Regions from separate parts of the Mus musculus genome. Here region 2 is linked to region 1. A link is a contact called in public promoter capture Hi-C data. All regions are on one chromosome and are shown on one strand. Each heading gives the region's core, a stretch centred on a gene start, on an enhancer-like site or on the middle of the called end of the contact. The rest is flanking DNA. Distances are from core to core; before and after follow the strand shown. Region 1 holds the start of Pdzk1 (PDZ domain containing 1). Region 2 overlaps Fmo5 (flavin containing monooxygenase 5).

Region 1 (4,053 bases), core at 567-3,066:
AATAAAGCCTCGAACTTGAACAAACCGACCATCAAAAAGAAACCAGAAATGACATATTTAGGATTCAATGTCGAATCTTTTTGATGCCTAAGCCAGGGCTGGGCTGTGGCAGGCATGAGGGCATTAGCCTGGCATCGTAAGGCCTTCAGTTTCATGGCCAGCACCTTTTAGAAGCAAAACCACCCAATACGCCGTGCTACATCCCGTGCTCACACTTCATCTGCAGGACTCTACAGACAAGCCAGAGCTTACACTGCGCACTCCCAAGGGCAGGCTTCGTGCTCACCTTAAAACCCAGCACATTTAGGCTCATCACATCTCCGTGTTGGAAGTGGCCCAGAAAATCCCAACTCTGTCTCCCTAACAAAGGAGAACGGCTCATTATCGGCCCCTGTTCACAACTCCTGGCAAAGGAGAACACAGAAAGCGATTCCTGACAGCAGGAGGCCTTATCAAAGCTGTAAACGACTGATCTAAGACAGGGGCGGAGTTGGAGGCTGGCTCTCCCGTCCTCCTGGTCAAGTGATCCTGGGGAGGATTATTAAGCAGAGGATCTAAGCTTTCTTATTTCAAAGATGAAAACCATGTCACACGAAAAGGGCTAAAGAAAGGGATGATCCTATTAGACCTATATAATCAGTAGAGTATACCCTATAGGCTCCACATTAATCAGATCAGACTTAATTATAGGCACGATATTAACTTTTTATATTGTCATATAAAATGTTATAGTGTGTGTGTGTGTGGCACCCTGTGTCCCAGCCATAATGCTGTAAGAAAGATAATCAGCCCAGATCAAACATTGGAAACTGGAAGGGTCAGTTTCAACTCAGGTGTTCTGATCCTAAACCTAGAGCATCCCAGTCTACCCCCATGGCTTTGCAAGTTATATTAGAGGTTCAGAGAATATAGCCTAGAGACAGAAGGCAGCAGGAGATGATGAAGTGGCCCTGATGTCAATTTAAACTTCTTACCCACTGGCTTAGCTCACACCTGGGTTGAGGGCAAAGTCAAGACTCAGGGAAGACAAATGGCCAGCTCTTCATGAGTGGAGAAAAGACGAGGCCATCCAGCCCACAGCCTGGGGCCTGCCTGGTCTCACTGTTCTAAGATGTCTCCTGCTCTGAATTAGGAATGTGGGCTGAGAATCCAGGTGAGGATGGTTTGTGTGGGTGTGGTTGATAGAGATCAGCTGCTGCGGTGGCTGAGGCTAGCGGCCTGTTCAGCAACGCCAGGCCACGGGGGAACAGCTACTGCCCAGCTGCCTTCTTGAGAGACAGAGTGTGTGAAGAGGAAGACAGGTATCAATAGTTAGAGAACAGAGGCAGCCATCGGGAGAGGGGAGGGAGCCAGAAAGAAGCAAGGAGGCCCCTGAGTGAGCTAGGAGAGCTCTCCCCACAGTGGAGGTAGGACCCAGAAACAGGGCCTTTGCCTTCTCTGGGGCTTTGGCCTCTTGGTAGCTTTCCGGGTAGGAGTTGTAGTGTCTTGCTCTCAGGACAGCCTGAGTGTGGAAGATGGCTGGTGATTAGCCCCTACCTTGACCCTGGGCTAGGGACAGTGAGGTTCCTACTGGAATTGGGGATTGGTTGGGTGTGACCCAGTCTTCTGTTTATTAGATAGAACTGGAGAGGCCGAGGCACCCCCTCCCCACCTTTCTCTACTACCCTTCCCATTGTTAGGCTGGGGTGGGGGCGGGGCTTGATTTTACTGAGGCCTCTTGAGCATTTCAAGCTTAGGACCCTGCCAGCTGGCCGGGAGCAGGACAGAGGTCACTTGAACTCAGACCACACGTCCCTGTTAAATACATCAGCTTTTAAATCAATCTTTGTCCAAAGTCCAGTGAGTTCCAAGACTAGTAGTGTTCACAGCGGGGAGAATTTCCAGTGCGGAGCGGATCCTTCGCCACAGGTAAGAAGAGCGGTCTGCGACCTGCTGCCTGGGCTGGGGCCACTTATCCCTTCTCTTTTTGCTGGCAAGTGGCTGTGGGGGGGTTGAGGCCTCTGTGGTGGCAGGAGCACAGGTTAAGTGGGGGTGAGGATGGCCTTCCAGGGGTGTCACAGTTCTTTTTACTGGAGATGTGCAGGCTCTACTTCATGAAGGCATTGGTGGGCTGCTCGCTTCCCAGGGGTGTCGTATATATACGATGGGGTGGAAGAGGTGGGGGTGCTGTATGGAGATGCACAGCCAAGGGACAGAGACCACAGAAGTCCCAGGCCACGGGGAATTTTCTTCTGAGACTTTACTATCCAAGCATTTAGGGTATAAGGGAAGACTCTTCCAAAGGCAGCCAGCCCTTAAAACATACAGCCGAATCTAACTTCTACCGGTGCCTCTTCTGTTTCCCAAGACAGTGTTAGCCACGAGGAAAGCCACGGATTGCTGGGTTGACTGGGTGCAAATTCAAGTCTTCTAGTCTCCCTTTGGGAGAATCTCTCAATCTCTATCTTGTGTGAACCTGAAATGCCTTGAATTCTCCCAGATGCTTCTGTGTGTAGGCAAGCTTGGAAGGAACTCATTTCTCGTCATTGGGGCCTTTCCCTAAGGGTCCATCGGTTCTGGAGACTCCTGGGCTGGGTATGAAGACTCTCAGGTGGCCTTGGTGTAGAAGGCACCATCCTGTATCCGTAAGTCACAGGGCCCTTGCTGCCTCAGGTCACCATTGTCTAGTCACATAGAACCACAAGTTCTTTCATGTACAGACAACTCAGGGACGTTGAAGCTGTGGGTTATGGCCAAGCAAATTGTTCTCATCTTTGACTCTGGTAAGGTCTCTGCATATGGACTTGTTGATACTATCTTGTGTTCCTAGGCAGCTAGGGAGAGGGTACAGGTCTGGGAAACCAATGCCTAAGGAAGGTCTTGGTTCACTTATTAGATCTATGCCTCATCTCAATTTTGTTATACGTTGAAGGAAAGCCAAACACCATTTCCCAAAGGTTGTTCTAGAAATAGAATTATACATGTGAGTGTGTTTGAGGAGACTGAAAGTACAAATCTAAGCTGCTCACTCTTCAAATGATTAAATCCAAATGTGGCCTAGGGTAGCGGGAGGTGGCACCCATACATTTAGGAGACCCTGTGCTAGTCTTTTGGTGTCACTGAGCCTTTATTTTCTCACCAGCAACTAAAAGGAGTTGAGACATGATGTTCACTAAGGGCCTTCCATGTATAAGGTGGGTCTGTGCTTTGAAGGGTGTGCCCCTTGCGATTTGAGGACGAATTCGAATGTTTCCATCTGAGGAGGATTTCCTAGGTGGAGCCTCCCTCCATCTTGTCATGATGTCATAGCACTCCATAGCATCTGTCATCAGAAATCTTTGTCTTCTTTCCGTGTGTTAAGTTTCAAGAGTGTAGGGTTCTTGCCTCTGTTACTTGTTGTGTTCCCAAGTTTTTTAGGACAGATCCTGGTTCAAAATAGATGCTTAGATGTTTGGGGGGCGGGGGGAAGGAAGTTGGTGTGGAGGGAAAGGAGCTGGAACTCCTTGGGAGAGGAGGCTGAGGCACTTGGAATCTCTGTCAGGTTGTCTGAATGTGGAAACGGACCTCTCTGCTCACATCTTGGTTAAATGCTCTCATATTTCTGCATAGAAGATGGGTGAGAATAGTAAGATGGAGATAGACAGCCTCCCCTCAAGCCTCAGCAGCCCCTTCCCTTGGTTCCTCAGGAGACACCACCCAGCTCAACGCAATCTCCTTGCCTGGTAGGCACCCTGGATGAGCGGTTAAGAGCACTGGAAGCCTGTGATACTCTCTAAGTCCCTGTTTTTTCCTCACCTGAGTATGGTGGGACCTAGTTCTTGCTGTTGGGAAAGTTAAATGCTCCCACGTCTTAAAGGCTACGTCACAATGGTCTTTAGTTCCTTTGTGTGATGTATGGGATTCCAGAGAACTCGGGGATGCCTGGCAGAGGCCAGAGCTTTGCAATAGGAACGATGACACCTTGCCTACCTGATCGCTGCTGAAGATTGGCTCTAGGCTTGAATCATCTGCCGCCTGAACCTGGCTAGCAACAGATACTGTATTTGTGAAGCTGGGTGGAACCATGGGAACACA
Region 2 (4,053 bases), core at 669-3,168, 800 kb after region 1:
CAGCCTGGTATACACAGGGAGTACCAGGTAGAGATACATATATGACCGTGTCTCAAACATACATACATACATACATACATACATTCATACATACATACACATGTCCCTGAGGAAGATACTGTCCTGCTGCCTGCTTAGGATGCTCCTGAAGCCACAAACCGTCGTTCTCACATTGTCCGTCACGTAGCTGTGGAAGCTGAAGTACTATTTCACATACTCAGTGATTTCCTGAGAATTCAGCTGCTGAAATTATTTCTGTCACCCCCTTGCTTATTATTTGGAGTCTTGCTGTCCTTCTATGGATGCCATTAAGTTAATTGATCATTAATTGATCAGTCAATTGTAGGTATCTTATATAGACTTGATCCCAGCACTTTGGGGTTCTACCCTGGGCACCCCGTATCCAGTTAAGAATGATGGACTTCCCTTTTTAGCAATGAATCACCGAGATTCAGGTGTTTTCCTTCCTTGTCACCTGCCACTGCTGATATTTTCCTCCTCTTCCTTGTTTCTCCTGTCACATGAGCACCCTCCCAGATGCCACTGCTCGGATTCTCCTACTGCTGCTCTTCTGTCTTGCCTTCGCTAGTATTGCCTCCTTCATGTTATAATTAACACTTTTTTATACTAATTTTTATGTTTTCTTCAGGCATGTTGGCTCACCTCTGCAACCCCAGCTCTTGGGACCTTGCCTCATTCCCCGATTGTTAGCATCTTACACTAGTGTGACACACTTATAACGGTCAGTGAGACAGTACCCATAAACCCATGCTTTGTTTAGATTTACTTACTTCTTCTGATGCCTTGGTTTTTTGTTTTTGTTTTTTTTAATATCCCAGTATCCCCCTAAGACTTGGTAGTTGTATCTCTCTAGGCTCCTCTTGGCTTGGATGATTTCGTAGATTTTCTTGCTTTGTTCCTTTTATTCCCTGGGTTTTGTTATCCTTGGTAGGTTAGAGGAAGACTGGTTGAGTATTTTGTAGAGTAGCCTCCTTTGAATTTGTCTGGTGTTTTTCTCATGGCTCACCTGATGAAGTTCCTGGGGGTGAAGTCATGCTTTCGCTGTATCGTGTCAAGGGTGACCCTTGTTATGATTAGTCCTGTTTGTATTACAGCTTTCAGTGGAGTTGGTCAGGCTTGGCTGGTGTAAAGTTCATCTTCGTTTCTGCCTTTGGAAGAAAGTTACTATGACCAGCCACACCTAAGGACTGTTGGCTCTTTCTAGAAGTCTCTAGAACCCCATTGCTGGGGTGCTGCCAGGGCAGGTCAGGAGGAGCAGGATCTTCACACAGTATCTACTCTTCCAATCCACGAGGACAACAGCTTTCATTTATGTCTACCTTTGATTTCTTTATCTGTGTTTTATAGTTTAGTCATGTTCTAGACATCTTTTTTAAAAAAAGATTTATTTATGTATGTGTGTGAGCACACTGTTACAGTCTTCAGACACACCGGAAGAGGGCATCAGATCCCATTACAGGTAGTTGTGAGCCACCATGTGGTTGCTGAGAATGGAACTCAGGACCTTTGGACGGGCACTCAGTGCTCTTAACCGCTGAGCCATCTCTCCAGCCCCTAGACAACTTTTAATACCTAAGCATTTAAGACCAAGATGGACTTGGACATGGTGTATTTTTAAAATCAAAATTTTCAATGGTTCATTTCTGACATACAGGTAGGTTACTGACTTGTTTTTTGAGGGTCTTGCTCTGTAGTTCAGGATGGCCTTGAATTTACTATGTAGTTCATGCTGACGTTGAACATCAGCAGTCTTCAGGTCAGCTTCTAAGCACTGAGCTTATAAACATCAAGCCTGGCTCTCTCTCTCTCTCTCTGTGTGTGTGTGTACAAGTGTACACATGTACAGCTTGAATGTATGCAATCGTAAGTGTTGCTCCTCAGGCGTGGTTCATTTTTTATGAGCTTCTACTTGCTAAGAATGAGACTGCTTGGCAGTGAGCCCTGGGGCTCAGCTGTCTGCACCTCTGTGGTGTTGCAATTGCAAGCACATGGCGCCACACCAGGCTTTTGGTTTTTTTTTTGGTTTTTGTTTTTTTAAGATTTATTTATTATGTATACAGTATTGTGTATACATATGCCAGAAGAGGGCACCAGATATCTTTATAGATGGTTATGAGCCACCATGTGCATGCTGGGTATTGGACTCAGGACTTCTGGAAGAGCAGCCAGTGCTCTCAACCTCTGAGTCATCTCTCCAGCCTGTCCCATCAGGCATTTCTTAATGTAGGTTCTAAGGATTAAACTTAAGTCCTCATGCTGAGCACCTCTCAGCCCTGGTGACTTGGGTTTGCCAGCTTTTCTGTGGCCTGGCTGTATCCTGTAGCTTCAGGGTTAGTGTTTTATTCCTTGGGACATGTTTTACATAGACATTCATGTAATGGGCCACAAAATTGGTTTTTATTTCCTTTCATGACTTGTAGGGCACACAGCTAGGGCTTCTTAGTACAGTGCTCTCTGAAAGTGGCCCCAAAGGACATCCTTGTGTTCCTCATCCAATCAAAGCACTCAGTCTCTTGCCGTTAAGCGTGCTGTTATCTACTTGCCTGTTTTAAATTGTTTTTATTGACTTGAGGAAGTGTCTCTCTGTACTAGTCTGCTGAGAGTTTTCCTTTCTTGTGTTTTATAAATATTTTAATAAAAATGAAAGAAAAAAATTCTACCTTTATAAATTATTTTCCTATTCAAATTATATGCACAAATTATATATAATTAATACAGTGTACTCTAAAGAGATATATTAAACAAGGGAGAGGTTGTACAGTATGTAATTATATAAACATAGGTGTATATAATGTATACTAGATGACTAGGATGTACATTTAATTTCATGGTATGTATATTACTTTTTCGTTTAAAGTTATAATAGGCCTGATACTTTTAATGTTCTTACATAGATGCAACATTGTAGGTGTGTGTGTGTTTCACTTAGATACGCTTTTAAATGCTCATTGGCTACTTATGTTTCATGAAGTTGATTCTCACATTGCCATAAGTACTTCTTATTTGTCACAGGAAGCCCCTGAGGAAGGCAGGGCCAGTATTTACCAGTCCGTGGTCATCAACACCTCCAAGGAAATGATGTGTTTCAGTGACTACCCCATCCCAGATCATTACCCTAACTACATGCACAACTCCCAGGTCCTAGAGTATTTCAGGATGTATGCCAAAGAATTTGACCTTCTCAAATATATCCAATTCAAGGTAAGAGATTTTGTTTTCTTCCTGTTTGAAATTGTTCATCGGGTCAATGAATTACGAAGCTTCATTTACCTGTGTCACCTGTCAGGACTAGCTTGAAATAGATGTAGATTTATATGACACAAAGACTCTTGCCCTCTTGGTACTTGGGAAATGTTCAAGGAACGCTCTCTATCAGATACATCCTGCTGAAGAAGCAGGAAGCCATCTGCTAGGGCGTTTACCATGCCTTCCTATCATGCTGGCTTTAATAAAAACTGATGAGGGAGGCTGGTGGGAGTCAGACCTTTCAAATCTCCTTGTCCACTGTCGCTCAGCTCCTGGATGCTTTACCATGCGCTATTTAATGTGCTCGTGGCAACCCAGTGAAGTAGTTATTGGGCAGCCAGCGGGGACGCAGAGACGTCAGCTCTGGTAAGAGGGAAGAGCACTGCATGAGGAGCAATGCCTTGAATGGTGGTCCTTGCTCCAGCACAGCTTAACTTGCGCTCTTAGGCAAGTGCGTTTCTCACCTTCACTTTCTACAAATCCCCTTGCTTACAAACCAACATGAGTAGCCCAGATTCTTTCTGGGTCCTTCTTTCTCTGGAGTTTTCTGGCATGTTTCTATAATTTGGAATCGTGCCCATTAAAAACAAAAAACAAATTTATGACATCTGACAAAAAACGCTCAAACCTTCCTGACTGTTCTGCTACATCATGGTCAAGGTAACACTCAGTGGCAACTTTTAAGCCTGGCATTTGCAGCCCATGGATTGTCCTCTGTGTAAGAGAGGCATTTCTTGAATAAGCTTGGCTCTGGGCTAAGCAGTGCAGAGACAAAAAAAAAAAAAA

What was found. Promoter capture Hi-C pulls out the DNA fragments that hold promoters and counts their contacts.
Region 2: a promoter capture Hi-C map of liver shows a contact between it and region 1, with 2.3 times the contacts expected there. The contact joins the enhancer-like site here to the promoter of Pdzk1 in region 1. A contact is called at or near these places in 8 of 39 promoter capture datasets (the 3T3-L1 cell line, cranial neural crest, hippocampal neurons and 4 more).

Annotation. Positions count from the first base shown.
Region 1 is chr3:96,828,249-96,832,301 of GRCm38.p6, forward strand. Pdzk1 (PDZ domain containing 1) reads left to right here and starts at 1,817. Exons shown (of 9, transcript NM_021517.3): 1 at 1,817-1,908. 4930442L01Rik (RIKEN cDNA 4930442L01 gene) reads right to left here and starts at 3,822. Exons shown (of 2, transcript NR_015596.1): 1 at 3,775-3,822; 2 at 1,578-3,580. It also overlaps a transcript of Cd160 not described here.
Region 2 is chr3:97,632,478-97,636,530 of GRCm38.p6, forward strand. Fmo5 (flavin containing monooxygenase 5) reads left to right here. Exons shown (of 9, transcript NM_001161763.1): 3 at 3,034-3,222. Among named protein-coding and RNA genes, the nearest start is that of Fmo5, 5.7 kb to the left of the region's middle. Within about 2 kb of position 1,919, at least 27 of the 459 cell types and tissues checked have an H3K27ac peak or open chromatin away from gene starts, as enhancers often do. A contact at or near this core is called in liver, where this site is marked.